Linked DNA regions of Mus musculus: regions 2 and 3 are each linked to region 1. The links are chromatin contacts, called in public Hi-C maps. All regions are on one chromosome and are shown on one strand. The core of a region is the stretch at or near the end of the contact, and the rest is flanking DNA. Distances in the headings are between cores, read along the strand shown. Region 1 holds the start of 1700029J03Rik (RIKEN cDNA 1700029J03 gene). Region 2 has its middle 24 kb from the start of 1810053B23Rik. Region 3 holds the start of 1810053B23Rik (RIKEN cDNA 1810053B23 gene).

The links. Hi-C and Micro-C count contacts between places; a contact is called where the count stands out from the background.
Region 2: a contact with region 1 is called in a Hi-C map of the N1E-115 cell line, with 1.9 times the contacts expected there. The contact joins the enhancer-like site here to the promoter of 1700029J03Rik in region 1. A contact is called at or near these places in 4 of 484 Hi-C or Micro-C datasets (the AML12 cell line, the N1E-115 cell line, cranial neural crest and 1 more), 3 of 115 datasets of contacts at active chromatin or transcription factors (double positive thymocytes, embryonic stem cells and large pre-B cells) and 1 of 9 other capture datasets (embryonic stem cells).
Region 3: a contact with region 1 is called in a Hi-C map of Sertoli cells, with 2.1 times the contacts expected there. The contact joins the promoter of 1810053B23Rik here to the promoter of 1700029J03Rik in region 1. A contact is called at or near these places in 3 of 484 Hi-C or Micro-C datasets (the HL-1 cell line, Sertoli cells and liver), 1 of 115 datasets of contacts at active chromatin or transcription factors (double positive thymocytes) and 1 of 9 other capture datasets (embryonic stem cells).

Annotation. Positions count from the first base shown.
Region 1 is chr16:93,456,851-93,461,967 of GRCm38.p6, reverse strand. It overlaps 1700029J03Rik (RIKEN cDNA 1700029J03 gene), which reads left to right and starts at 3,096. Exons shown (of 3, transcript NR_040494.1): 1 at 3,096-3,275.
Region 2 is chr16:93,332,183-93,337,299 of GRCm38.p6, reverse strand. No RefSeq gene overlaps it. Among named protein-coding and RNA genes, the nearest start is that of 1810053B23Rik, 24 kb to the left of the region's middle. Within about 2 kb of position 2,484, at least 18 of the 459 cell types and tissues checked have an H3K27ac peak or open chromatin away from gene starts, as enhancers often do. A contact at or near this core is called in the N1E-115 cell line and liver, where this site is marked.
Region 3 is chr16:93,356,295-93,361,411 of GRCm38.p6, reverse strand. It overlaps 1810053B23Rik (RIKEN cDNA 1810053B23 gene), which reads left to right and starts at 2,700. Exons shown (of 4, transcript NR_040489.1): 1 at 2,700-2,787.

The DNA.
Region 1 (5,117 bases), core at 1,847-4,346:
ACCCCATCCATCAATAGCATCGCTCCATGCAAGCTGGTGGAGAACTTTGAGGAATACGTGTCCCCACTGGGGGACACATTAAGAACATGGCACTGTGTGACACCTCAGCCGCAGTGAGTCTGGTCTCCTGTGGCCAGTGCGAGGCTAACCTGGCTCTCCTTAAGCAGGGCTCAGTAAACACACACGTCTCCGGCCGATTCCTCCAGGGTCTTAGCCTTCATGGGAGACTTCGATTGTTAATATAGTGTGTGTGAGCAAGCATGTGTGTACGAGCAGGCATGTGTGCATGGGGGTGTGAATAGAGGTCAGAGGGCAGCTTCCAGGAGTTGGTTCCTTCCTTCTACCACCCAGACTCCAGGGATGGAACCCAGTTTATCAGGCTTAGTGGCAAGTGCCCCTTTGAGAGGACTCCGAAGCACCGGGGGAATAAAGTGCTGGCCGGAAGCTGTACTTGCCTCTGAGGCAGAACTTCCGGGGACTTGTACGCTCTCGCAAGTCAGCCCCAGGATTGATGATCAGTGCGGGCCTGGGTTTGAGAATGAGTCACTGCGGATGTTTTAAGGGGTGAAGAGCAAGGCATACTGAAAAACCTTCCAGCCTTCAGATTCAGGGAAGTTGGATACTTCACAATGCAGAGCCGAGGGTCAATTAAAGAATGAACGAGGGAGGAAACATTCCAGCCCATGAGTGGTGTCTGTGATCGACAGCCAGGTTTAATAGCTATCAGGATCTCGCAGTTGGTAGTGGACCTAGAATTATTCCTGTACTCCTAAACATGGCAAAGTCTGCCATCCTCTGTACCCCAGGACTGTGGCTGGGTAAGAAGTGTCCTAATGTTCGCTCCCTGACGCTTAGCGTTCTAGATGAGGCCTTCGGGAGATGATTGGATAGTGAGGTCTCAGACGTCATCTGTGGGGGTGGACAATTGAAAGCCGTGGAAAGTTGAGGAGATGGGACCTTGCCTGAGAAGGTACTTCAGGAACCCGTGAAGGGTGTGGTTTGTCCTCAGCCTCCTTCCCCCATTCTCTTTGCCTCCTGGCAGCTGTGAGGTAAATTCCTCAGCTCTACCCTGTGCCCCTGACCTTGCTGTTCTGCCTCACCTCATAGCCGAGTGAGTATAGACTGAATTCTCTGAAACCTTGTGTCCAAAGACATCTTCCGTCTGGAGCCTTTTATCTGGGTATTTTATCAGAGCCATGGGAAGTTGACTGACACACTGAGACTGTGACTTTAATCTGGAAATAGGGTCTCACAGGCGGCCAGCCTCCGGAGAGGGATCTCAGGGTGAGGTCATGGTGGGTTTAGCAGGAGACTTAACTCCGCTGGCTGGTGTCCTCATAAGGGAAAAGACAGGGGATTTGAGGTGGATGCACAATGGAGACATTGATGTAAAGATGCAGGCAGAGAATGGAATGCTGCTGCCAATGCACGAGTTCCACAGGTTGCCAGTGGCCAGCAGGGTCTACGGTAGAGGCAAGGGGTGAATCCTTCTTCTGGGATTCCAGAAGAGCAGACTCTTTCTTGGCTTCTGAACTTCACACAGCGGAAGGGTAGATTTTTATTACATTGTAGCAATTTGTTCATCAGAAGCCCTGATAAGGGTCTTGGAGACCTCCAGGAGTTTTAATTTTGTTTGCAAGAGGCTCAGCAACTTGCCCAGGCACACACAGCAGAGGCACAGTGGCCCTCAGGGGCAGATGTTCCATCCTGGATGCTGACTTAGGGCTTCTGTTCACTCACGGCTGTTTGTAGAGCATCTCATATGTACCGAGCACAGAGACAGATGCTGGCCAGACCTCAGGGTAAGCAAGGCACATCTGACTTGTCATTCTGGGGCTTTTACAGTCCGAAAATGTTAAGAAAGACTGCTATGTGATAACATCGGAGTATAGGTCACAGTACTGGGGACAGTGTGTGTGTGGCTGGAGGGTTCAGAAAGTCTCCTCAGGGTGATGGAGCTTCAGTATGCAGAGACGGTGGAGAGCAGAGAGCTTGTGTGCAGTGGTGGGTAGAAGGCCAGGTTTTTATCTCCAGGTCAGGCAACGTCTTCAACAAGGATGCTAAGTCTCTTCAAGGACCATAGAACAAGATGAATCCCACCAACTGCCTGCCGCTTCTAACTTTTTTTCTAGATAACATCTTTAATCAGAGAGCCACTCCTGCTCTTCAGCTCTTCAGCCAAGCACCTCAGAGGAAGCTGAGCCCATGTGGAGTCCCCAGGGGTGGTCGAGTGATAATGTCACTTGTGCCATATGTACCCCCTTGGCAGAATGACGGATATGCAAACTAATTCCAGCTCATAGAGTGTAAGGGGAGGGCCCGAGGAGCGGCTCACTGGGTGAGAGGCCAGCATGAGAACTTGACTCCTGATCCCTGATATTTGTACAAAAACTCCAGTGTTTTCAGGCCCAGCACTGGGGGCAGAGACGGGCCAATGCAGAGAGTGTGGAACAAACCAGCCTGCTCAAAGCAGCAGATTCTGATTCAGAGAGATGCTGTCTCAGGGCAGCAAGGTAGAGAGGGAAATTACCGAATGCCTCCCCTCCCCCAACACTCACATCCTGTAAGAGGATTTCTGGCGGAGGCAGAGATCTGGATGCTCCTCCCTTCAGGCTGGAGAGGCAGAGAGGAAAACTCACGTTTCTAGAAATGTAGCGTCTGCCACAGTGACAGACATTTCGCTACCACCCACAACAGTGACAGACATCTCGCTACCACCCAGCAGCTGAAGCTCTCCCAAGGGACAGGGTTCTTGCTGGCCTGCTGGCCGCGTGGTACCACTGCCCAACTGTTGTGTTAGAAGGTGGCTTGTATCTGGACAGATCACACCACAGCAGCACAGCTCTATGAGAAGAGATTTACTGGGGAAAGAGGGGGTGAGGAGGAGGAATGAGGGGAACAAAGAAGGGGAGAGGGGTCTGGGGCCCTGCCTTTTATTCAGGCCGGGATGTAACCATGAATATCAGGTGCGCAGGTGAAGTGCGCAGGTGAGGCGCACATTGGGGGGGGGGGGGGGGAATGATGTGTGGCGGTTGCCATGGCAACAGACGCATGAGCGTCCCTGTTGCCTAGGGGTGACCTCATCGCTGGATTCCGAGGCGACCAGTTTCTGATGTCAACACCATTGCTTACCTTTGAGGTCTCTTTAATGTATTGTTATTTTGGCCAGTGGGAATCACTGCTGCTGGCGAAAGCATGGGGCTTCCTGGAGGAGGAGACCTGGTGACCCACAGGCTGTCTGAAATGGTCTGAAAACGAGCAGAAGTTAGGCCGATGTAAGTAGAGTGTTGTAGGCAGAAAGCACAGTCCCCGTCCCCGTGTGGTCGAAGACACAGGACAGTCCTGACTCAGAGGTAGTACGGATCACAAGGAACAGAGGTGGGGGGGGGGGGCACGGGGACGGAACGCCCTTTCTGACTCTCAAGATGGGCTCATCATGTTTGGCTCACGAGGCGCTGAGGTCCTCACTGAACTCAGAGGGAGTTTGAGGGAGTTTGGGCGTCGCTCTAGAGAAGATGGATGACGGTGGAGTGCCGTGTGATGCTGGTGCACAGCCCGCTGCTACCCAGGTAACCACGGTGGCCCTTGAACTCGGTTCCCCTGGACTCTCAGGACTTACTTGGGTGCCGTTCTCTTCTCTCTCAGCTGCCCGTCTAGGCTGAGTGCCGCCCTGAGCCCTGTGTTGGCCTCAGTACTCCATCAGGTCCAGCCCCCGGTCTCCTGCTTCGGTTTGTCTTTGTCCTGTGTTGGGTGTGCTGCTTGGACTCCTTATTCTCTCAGAGCGACCAATTGAGAGGCAAAGAGCAGAATGAGCGAGCGGCTTCCAGCACACTCAGAGTGAACCAGAGGCTGAGGGCACAGCCATTGTCCCTGCCTCCCATGAGGATCTATTTGAGGGGCTGGGCCTCCCTCAATGCCTGGTTTTGATAGGCCAAGAGCCATTGTAAATATATGAAACTGTCACTGGTATAGCCGAGAGGTGGAAAGGGAAGGGCTGGCTAATGGAGAGTCAACTGTGGACATCCAATTCTCCCCTAAAGGCAGGGTTGGGAGGGTGCTGGATGCAACAATGAGGACCTGAATCTAGATTGCCAGAACCAAGGGTAAAAAAACAAAAAAATCAAAAAACAAAACAAAACAAAAAACAAACAACAACAAACGACAACAACAACAGCAAAAAAACCAAAAACCCAAAAACCCAAAAAAGCCTTGCATGTGGCACACACACACACACACACACACACACACACACACACACACACACTTGAAGGGGCTGGAGAGATGGCTCAGTGGTTAAGAGCACTGACTGCTCTTCCAGAGGTCCTGAGTTCAATTCCCAGCAACCACATGGTGGCTCACATCCATCTGTAATGGGATCTGATGCCCTCTTGTGGTGTGTCTGAAGACAGCAACAATGTTCTCACATACATAAAACAAGGAAATCTTAAAAAACAAAAGCAAAACAACAGCAGTAAAACAAACAAAAATTCCCAACTACTTTGGAGGCAGGGAGACAATAGCTCCCCAAGCTGACTTTTTTTCCCCCTTCTCAAACTGTTCAGTTTGTCTGAGGAGGGGCACAAGTGGCCGGAGGCCAACACACCAAGGAGTGCTGACCCCAGCTCCCTGCTTCTGGGAAGCCTTGGAGGAAATCCTTTGGCACCAAGCAAGCAAGCAAACACACACCCAAACAAAACAGCAGGAGAAGCCCCACACCGAAAAGTTTCCACTTGCAAACATGTTTTTGTCACGGCCAAAGGTTTAGGATTGCAACATTTTGGGCGTCTTTGGCCCTAAACTCAAGGACTCTGCAGTTTTCCCAAAGCACCTAAAATAAAGAATTCTCTTTGGCAAAAACAGTATGTTTGTAAACAGAACGGTTTTATTTTTGAGAAACTCGATTCCTGCTTAGATGTAGCAGATTCTGAGTAAAGTCCCTGAGGCGATTTTCCATCTGCCTCCCTCGTTCCAGATTGTCCGTGGCGCAGGTAATGCTCATCTCCTTTCCCGCCTGTGTGTGGTTTTCATTAGCTGGGTGTGTGTCTGGAATGTGTGCCTGTTGGCCAACTGCCGGGTTCCTTCTGATGTTGGAGAGAAAGGTCCACAGATGAAGGAAG
Region 2 (5,117 bases), core at 1,235-3,734, 120 kb after region 1:
TGATCACCTCCCAGAGCGAATACATTTTTTTTCAATGCTTAGAGATGACACCCAGGGGTTGTAAATGCCAGACAAGCACTTACCACTGGGCTACACTCCCAGCTGTGCTGGCTGGTCTCATCAACTTAACGCAACCGAGGGTGGCCTAGGAAGAGGAACTCTTGAGCGATTGCCTCCATCAGATTGGCACATGGACACGTGGATGGGCAGCTTTTTGTCTGATGATTGACTTGGGAAGTCTGAGACCCCTGTGGGCAGTGCCTCTGCTGGGCAGGTCATTCTGGATGGTGCAAGAGAGCAGGGTAAGCGAGGCCTGCAAGCTGTGTCCCTCCATGATCTCTGTGACAGTTCCTGCTTCTAGGATCCTGCCTTAAGCTCCTGCTCGGACTTCTCTTCATGGACAGTGACGTGAGAGATAAGTCAAATACACCCTTCCTTTTGGGTCAGTGTCCCATCACAGCAACAGGACACTAACTAGTCTTCATGGGATTACCTTTCTACCCTCTGATACCAGGATGGGCTTAAATTTCAGTACACAGAGCCTTGGGTAGAGGAAGCTGTTCCAGTAATGTACGAATCATTGCTGTCAGTGTCTATTCTCACCACATCTCACCCTGCTCTCTGTACACATCTTTCTCCAGCATTGTTCCCATGTCCAGAATTTTCTCTGCTTTGTTTTATAGTCCAGCTCCTGCCCTTCCCTGACCCTACTGTCCATCTGAGACAGGATGGCCTGAAGGGGAAACTTAAGGGTTCTTTGGAAAGGCAGTTAGTTGTGGTGGATGGTGTTTTGCGGGGGGCAGACAAGTGAAGGAATGTTTTCCTGAAGCGGACACAGGTGAAAGGATGTCCCCATAAATCAAGCACGTGGAAGGACACGTGATGAAGGATTCCTCTCTAACGTCACACATGTATTGGTCCGTCTTACAATGTGTGGTTGAACTCCATTTGTTCTGACTCCACAGAGAGAAATGTATCCAAAAGCTTCTGGTGGTGTGATGGCGGCTTCTTGCTGCTTCTTCAGACTCAGGCCGATTGGCAGAGGGACGGCAGCTGAGACAGACTCATGTGGAACTTTGCCAAGACATGCTGAATCAAGACACAAGGTAAGGCAAGACCCGTGGAGGACACGTGACGTTTGGAGGGAGTATAACTAGGACTCAATGGACTGTGAGAGGGGCTTGCTTGTAGAGTGAGCTGTGCAACGCTTCTTGGTCTTGTGTCTTCGCTGATCCTTGCTTCTCCGAGAGAGGCACAAGAAACAACTCCTGGTGTTCCTGTTGGTCTTCGTCCCTCTTGGGCCTGGTCCCTTCTTCTGACTCAGGTCAGTTCAGCGGAGGCCTGGCTGTCTCTGCTAAGTCATGCCACTGCTGCTGACTCGTGCTTGCTATCTCGGCTCTACCAATCGGTACTGCTGATAAAGTCGTGAAGTCCTGGAGAGTGGATTGAGCTGCTGCTGCTGCTGCTGCTGCTGATCTGTGAGCTGAACTGCTAAATTCCTGATAACGCAGAGGGGATTTGCTCTAAAGAATGGTTTCTAAACAGGTCCACTTCCCCCATAGCCTTTCTTTTCCATTACCTCTTGTGGGCGGTGGGCTAGAAGGGAGGTTAAAACCTTTAAGGACCATCATTAAAAGTAGGCTTTGAAAAAAATTAAACTTACAATGGCCACTGCCTTTTAAGTGGCTCTGAATTTCAGCTAATGCAGTCCCATGTCCCCTAGGGTTTGTTTGTTGGCAACCATGTAACATGGGGACACAATGTGCCTGGACTAGATGTTCCTTCAACAAACTGTTCCATGGCCAAGGATCTTGACCTCTCCTCTTCATTATTGATTTTAGAATCAATGAAGGGATTTTGTATTCACTCCTTATTGCATTTCTTCTGGACAGTTTGGGGCCACTGGAATAGCAGAATGGGACCATTCAGGATCCTGATTCTTTTGTGTAGCATGATAAACACATCTCCTGCAATGATGTCATTCAATTTTCCGACAAGTGTCCTTTAATGATCATGCTCACAGGGCTGGGCCCATCTCAGACGCATAGCCTGGCCGGCCAGGGCTCACTCCTCTCACATTGTTATGCCTCTGTCCATCAGCACTTTGGCTTTCTTTGCTCACCAGTTACAAATTCATTTAGAACTCTACCCCAGCCCCCTTTCTCCATCTTGTCCACAGGAATATCCTGAGAAGCTCTGTCAAGTGCCTCGCTGAAGGCCAGACACACTGATCACCCTGCCTAACAACCCTACAGGGAGAGGAAACAAGATTAGCCAAGGGCGACTGGCCGTGGCTGCTGGCCTCTTGGCAGTCACTGCCTTCTTGTCCCTGAGCTCACAGATCCTCCCGCCATGATTAGTTCTGCCAAGGATCAATATTAGCCCTCAATCCGTAATTCAGGAAGCAACTCCTCCTATGCCACCCTCCTCCCTCTCCTTAACCCCACGGCCTTCACCGCCTTCAAAAATGGACCCTTTGCCCTAGATTGCTTCTCAGTGTGTTCCTCTTGCTTTTGTTATTAATCCTTTCATCTCCCCCCTCCCCCACCATCCATGTCTGCAGAGAATCATGGGGTGTTTCTTCCTTCCATGGTTTCATTCTGGGGGCAACAACATACCTCCCAAGCTCACCATGAGACCCACGGGAGAAACAAAACTTGTGTATGAAAGTTCCTTACCTAACACCTAGATATCACGGAGAGTTGTCAAAAAAACTAAAAGAACAACACCAGTGAGAAAAATTTATTCTCGCGGCAAGCAACATAGTTATGCAGGTAAGTACCTGTGAAGTAGTTATCTACACAGCCAAGCTAAGTACCTTGAAATCTGTTTCCTTACATTTATTTATTTATTTATTTATTTATTTATTTATTTAGTGTTCGTGTGTGCACACACATATGCCACAGTGCATGTGTCTGTGATGGTCAGAATGTAAAGTGCAGGCATTGGCTCTCTCTACCGTCTGGGTTCCAGGGCTCAAACTCAGGTCTTTAGGTTTTGTGGCAAGCACACTTTACCCACAGAGCCATCTTGCCAGCCCTAAATGACCTTCTGAGTTGTGTTTTGTGATGTTAGGAGAAAAATTATTCCAAGAATTTGAATATTTGGCTTGATTATGGCTCTGAAAGCAGCTTACTTATCTAGAATCAGATTTAACAGAATTTCAAAGTTTCCCTCACACCCCATGGGCTAAGTTGTACCAAAGGAAATAGATAATCATTGGCATAAGTGCCCTTTGCTGCTTTAAACATGTAAATGGACTGCCAGGGTTCTGGGTTAAATGACTTGGTATTTGAAACCTGAAAGTTTCCGTTACAAAGAAGACACCTGGACTGTTAAGAGCCAGGGCTTAAAAAGCCCTTTGTCATGAGAACTGAGTTCTCCTGTTGATAAGTGTTAATTGGGATGTTTCTACTGCTAATTGGCAGATTGCCCAGACATCCCAGAGTCAAGCCAATGGTATCATCACCCAGGCTACAGTGAGTGCGAGGTTCCCTGCTCTAGAAGCAAAGCGAATTGCACATTGAACAACACAGGCCAGAATTCTTACTTACAGAATGGGAGGGGAAACTGAGGCAAATGGCAATTCCCAAGCAGCTAGGGTCCCACTACGTACTGCCGTCTGAGCCTTGCGCCTATAGTCATGGATTTGGGGCTTTCCGTATTCTCATCTTAAATGTTTATTTTGAGGGGGGACTCATGTGGGTCCCCTGCTCCTCACTCCATCAGACAGTGTCACATGTGGCTGTGGTCCAGGCTGTTCCTGTCATTTACCATAGTTGCTGGAAGCATGAAGCATCAGCTCTGGGCTGTCTGGTACTTTGGCAATGCAGATGCTGAGATGACAGCCTGCATCTCCGGGATGCACAAATTAGAACTGATGGATGGGAGGCTACTAATAAAATGTCACATCTCATAGATGCGGATGGGCCGAGGGGCCAGTGATAAAGTGAGACCGTAGGGCTCTGACATACACGCCTTCCCGCCATATTATTGACAGTGGGGGGAGAGTATTGATCAAGCTGCCAAGATTATCCTATTATGCAATTAGAATATTAGATTTGCATTTTAATTCCTTTAGAAGAAATTGGCCTGGGGCAATTATGGCGGTGAAATATTAAGAGAGATCCAGCTTTGTGGAAAGTAGGAACTCGGGAGAGGCTTTTAGGGGTATGTAGCCACCATCAGAGAGACGTTCCCCTCAGGAAAGGAACAATAGCAAAGCAAGGAGAACATAGCCCGCAAGGTAGAAGCACTTCTGGAAACAGAATGTTCCAGAAAGGATGGGGGTAAACTGGACCCAGGGCATGGCGTGGAACCTAAACTCAGTCCATGGGTGCCCTGTGACCACACACATTCAAGTGTGTCACTTTGCTCTTCTCCTGTGGACATATATCCCCTCTTTCCTGACTGCTTGGCCAGTGCTGCCCTTAGGCTACAGAGCTGTGTCTTGCCCAGCCAGCCTGCTTTCTCTCAGAGAGACTTGCTCTCTGCAGGGGTTTGGGCTGGGGGCTGAGTTCCTGGACAAAGTGAAGGTCCCAGCTCTTCCTTTCAGGTACTGTTTGTTGTGTGTTCCTTACACCAGACAGCAGAGCTCTGCAGGGAGTCCCCTCAGCAGCAGCAGCAGCCACCAGAGGCTTCCTCCCTTTCAGAGCCATTGAACCCCCGTTTCTTTTTTACTCCTCATCTCTGGTATTCTGCTTACAGCAGCAGAAAACGAAGTAGGGTAACTCAATCTGTGCTGGATACGGCCCTGAGTGCTAAGGCCATTTGTCAGCATGGTCCTTGTTGTGCAAAGACTTACAAGGTGAGACTGGAGAGATGGCTCGATGGTTAAATGCACTGGCTGTTCTTCCAGAGGATCTGAGTTCATTTCCAAGCTCCACTATACTGACAGCTCGAAACCATCTGTCACCCCAGTTCTGGGGGATCAACACCCTCTTCTGGTCTCTGAGGGCTACATGCACACACACACACACACACACACACACACACACACACACACACACACACGATGCACAGACATACATGTGCATACATGAGCAAAATACCATGCATATCAAATAGTTTTTAAAAAGACACACAAGGAAGCCCAAAGGTAGATACTGGTGAAGGAG
Region 3 (5,117 bases), core at 1,451-3,950, 100 kb after region 1:
GTGGCCTCACGGCAGCTGCTGTTCCATGCTTGTGTACCCACAGATCATAAGAATTAAAAATTTCAGCACTGAGTGGGGAAAGGCTCCAAACACCTCAGCCACAGCAGAGAGCAATAATGAGAACTGATGTTACTGAGGGAGGGAGAGCCACTTTGCTTTGAGGAGGTGGCCATTTTATATTACCCATGATCCCTTGCATTCACATGGGCAACACTAATGGGACTTAGTACGTTATTAAGAGACTTGAAGTCGGGAGGGAGATGGGGATGTTGTGGGGAGGGAGAGGAGAGTTGAAGATGGCCAAGATACATTCTAAACATGTTTTGAAAAGAAATCCCCCTTCCCACTAGATAAACGGATTTGGTAATGTGTTCTACCAAGCAGGGTTTCACCACATTGCTGTCTGGAAGGGTCATGTCTGTTTCATGCATGTGCACTGGTCAGGTCATGTTAGCCCATGGTCACTAGCTTTTCCAACCAGCCTTGTTCCTCCAGGGGAGGGTTCTGGAAATTCTGCATTTGAGGAGTCCAGATTTAAGAAGGCAAAAGTGCCCTAGTCATAATAGATTTATCTCCTCTAAGTTTATTATTTTGGGGACAGTGACACTGTCAGAAGATTGACAGCCCTCTGATTCCATTTGTCCCGTAACTGCGCATTGGTGACCAGCCAGCTTGGCAGTAAGTCGGCAATGTTTAATAAGATTGTGCCCTGTGATTGAAACAAATGCCTCTCCTTTTGTCATCAGAAGTGGGAGCGCTACGCATTTGTTTTAGTAATACACGAGCTGACATCATTAATAATCCGGGCTTGTGACTGGCGCTTGTTGAATACAATAGATGAATGAAAAATTTAATTTTTTAGTAGATCATAAGAGATGTGCCAATATATCAAAAATAATTTAGGCCGACTACCTTTGAGGTGGCAGGCATCCCATTGTCTCTGCTTTTTAAGGCTGGCTCACTTTCTCCAGCAATCAAGGGAATCTCCATCAGCCCCTGAAGATGAATTACAGACTCCTGCCTTCATGTTCTGCCGCTAGGCCACAGGTGAAGAGCACTATCTCTTATTTGATTATCTACAGTCTTTTCTTCCCAGGACTGTAGTAATGCTGACTGGGTGTGCTTTGGGTTTCTCTCTCAAACTCAACACTTAAACCTCAGGCTCATAGCAGTGAGCTTCTCGCTGGTGTTAGGTCTGTGTGGCGCTTCTAAGAACTTCATCTGTCCTTGACCTTGAATGGAAAATCACCTTCATAAGGTCAGAGAGCATGTTTGACCTCTGCCCTTTGGTCCCCATCAATTGGTGTAGCTGGAGTTCATAGATGTATCTAAGGGGCTCCTTTAACTTCCAACGGTCATGGAATAATTGAGCGTATGAGTAGGGTACAGTGGGATAACACTGTACGTGCTTACAACGTGCCATGACCCTGTTGGAGCAATTAGCATTTGTTCATGCCGAGGACCTTGGACCTTGTCTACTTGCAGTTCCAGATGTGCGTTTTTCCTGTTCCAGGTCTGTATCGACCTTCTTATTCATGTTCCCATAAATGCTACTCAAGGACACCTTTGACAAAGAACAGACTATACCCCAAAGACCCCACATCTCGCTTCTTGCACCTTCTTATCTGTACAGTCTGAAGAGCTCTACTTATTCCAACAGATTTTTCCTCAATCATACTTACATTTCTTTTCTTAGCATTCATCTCTGCTTGGGATATTTGAACACCTGCTCTCAGTGTTTATTTTCTTTGGATACATTAATTATGCTTGAGAGGAGATACCATACCTCTGCCTACCTGAAGCACAGAAATGCCTGTCCAGGCTGTCTGGACAGATCCAATAAGTAGGGAGAGGAAGCTTGGCCCATTGTACTGCAGGCTTCAGCTGACCTGGACTTTCCAGAGTGTCTCTTTTGGTGAGAGACATTCGGTGTCCCACGTGTTGTGACCTTTTCTTACGTGAGTTGTCTCTGGAATGACAGAACAGTGCTAAGGACACTTCTGGGGTCACGGCATAAGGAAAAGGCTGCTCATGGGTTTTGCTATAAAAGGGATGCTAGAAAAAAAAGCATAAAAAGATGGACACTTCTGTCTACTGTGCTTGGAGAGGAGGTGCCTCTAAGTGTCAGGAAGACAGTACACATGAACAGACATCATGATGCAGAACTGTCAGAGTGTCTGTTCATTACTCTTGGCTGACGTTTAATTTTCCCCTTAGAAAATATTTCTTTTACCCCGAAATCTCTACATGGAATCCCACCATCTAGAGATGATCTACAATCCATAGTGCCAACCATCTGTCTCTACCCCATCCTCAGCAGGGTCTAATGATATGTTCTGTTTCTCTCTTCTAGGGGAACAGCTGGAGGTTGCAAACATGGTCGAGAAAGAACTCGCAGCTGAGACCCATCTCAGGAGGTAGCATCAGATTTGCAGTCGCCTCCCTTTCTCTCCCGGGTGATGCTCTTGTTTCTGTGGGAGCTGCAGTTAGCCTGGAGACAGCGGATTCTGATGATGGGTCCTTATGCTTTGTCTTACTACTGACTGGGCAACTCTTGGCAAGTCATAGAAGGTCCACGCCTGCTTGGGAGTTTGCCTGGCAGTGGGTCATGGGAGATAAGTTTTGCCTCAAGGGAGGTGGTGAGAGGCAAGGATATTAGATAAACACATTAAAAACAGGGTGCCGAATTTAGAATGCCCAGTGGAACCACATGCTGAAAAAGAAAGAAACGGAGCTTGCTAATGCAGGAGGAACACATGGGCATTGCCAGTGCCCTTAAGCAAAGTGGTAAGGAAGACCGGGAACTTCAGAGACCTTTGCGGTTTAGTCTGTTCTTGGCCTGAGGTGTTCTTGACTGATATAAATGAGAAAATTGTTACAGAGTCAAAACAGGACAGACAGGGTGGGTGGGTGGGGGGCCCGCAATGATGACAAGATGAAATAGTTTCGAGGTCCTCTAAGGACTTCCAAGATACAGGAACAGAGGTAGGGGTGGGGTCAGGTGATAGAAGGCACAGAGAGGATGAGCCCAGGATGGTGTGTCACTCACAGTGAGGACTGTGCTCTGGTATGGTTCAGCCATCTCTCTCAGTCTGGTCATGGAGGAGTGTCACCCTCTGAGGTGGGTGAGGGAGCTACGCAGAGCAGGACAGGGTCATGGCTGACTGGCTGTGGGTTGCATTGCCATCCATTGACAGCAAACGACAGAGCTTCAGAAAGGAAACTCCTCCTGCATGACCAGGTCTACAGAGGACGCGGCATCAGACAGTCAGCCCCAAGCCCTGCAGGGTGGAAGGAAATGAGCTCTGGGAGGGAGGCTTCCCAGCTAAAGAGAGGAGAGGGAGAGGGAGGAGTCAGAGAGGCCATTTATAGTTTTGCCCAGATGTGAACTTACAGAAATGTCCTGCCAGGCAAGATGTCCCAACTGATATAATGGCATGACTATTTATATTATATTATATTATATTTACATCATATATTGTGTCACATTAGTTATATCTAATATATACAATTATAATATTATATTGTGAGAGTAACCAACTGATTTCTGGTTGGAGTTGAGCCTGCTCAAGAAGAGTGATCCCATCCCTGGTACAGAAAACTAGGTCAAGAGCTCATGGCCGGGAAGGTCATAGGCCTTAGTGGGGACCTATTATTTTTGTTTTAATAAATGGATGCTTCCTAAACAGGAAGTTACTTTTTTCACATCGTCTGACTTCTAACTCAAAGGGCAGATGGGAAATAAACCACCCAGTGTGATGTGGTAGAAGAGCTCAGAGCCAAGAACTGTGGACAGAGCTGTAAGCTGGGCCATCTGGGGCTTGAACCGGTACCTCATGGTGACTCTCATATGGCTGATTCTAATGGTCAGAAATGCCCAGAGGTCTAAACACACCCTTAGGAATATCAGGTTGCATATCTAGAGATGATTATGAGGGTTCTGATCAAGTGAAAAAATTATTCATTGATGAATTCAAAATTTGGGAGGTGCGGATCTGTGGATGATGGGGCCTGGGGGCAGGAGGTGCATCACAGGAATCAGGGCATGGACTCCCTCAAGCTCTTTAATGTCAGCATCTCAGAATCTCTTTCTGCCAGAGACACATGATCACCACGGTCCCCTTCTGCCTGCATGTCAGCACCACAGAAGGCCTGCTCTCTTGCCCACCAGCCATGGAGTCTTTGGAAAGAGCCATCAAGCCATGGTGTCTCTGGTAGGAGCTATCAGCATCAGAAATGTCCAGACAATAACTTCTCTTGGAGAAGGGAAGGGAAGATCTTGCCCAAAGTGATTTTTAGGAGTTTGACCTGTTCCTAGTATCTAGTCTCTGTTGGCTCCAAAATCATGTGTCTTACCTGCCTGTGTTGCTATAAAAACAGAACACCACAGACTGGGGCATTCACAAGGAAAGAAATTAATTAACCTTACAGTTCTTAGAGTTGGGAGTTCAAAACCAAGACACCTCCACTATCTGCCTAGTATCTTAGCCACTCCTGCAAGATGGCTGTAGAGGGAGGGCAGTTACCTCAGGACAGCAGGTGCCAGGTGAGGCCGAGCTCATTTTGTGTGAGATGCCTGCGCAGTAGAAATCAATTTGCAACAGTGTTCTTTTCTAAAACCCCAGGATCCCACTGCCTGTTACTAGGTTCTGCGTTCCAGCTGTCAGAGTGAGATTATGTTTCCAATAGACCACGTTTGAAGGGAAAGTTCCAACCATCACACCATGCAACACTGACCTAATAATAGTCAAAGGTGCGTGGGGGTTTGTTTTAGTTAAGAATCACAGCATGAAACAAATCGCATTTATCCAATGTGGCAGCCTCTCTGCTTCTTCTATAAAAAGCCCTTTGTGTTGGTATATGGAGGAGATGGGTCTCGGGCTCAGGGTGATGAGTAGTTTCTCTGTCAGTATAACAGTGAGTCGTCTTCCTTACTGTACTTGGCAAAGCCCATTTTGGTGACAACCAACAGGTACAGCTGGTTCAAATAGGCTTCTCTGTAGGGGGTTGGCTTGATGCTGCTCTGTATTCAAATGCTAATGCTGGCACCCAAGATCTGGATGCCCCTGACTAAGATCCTCACTTATCACAAAAGATACTATGCAGCTGTCTTAGTC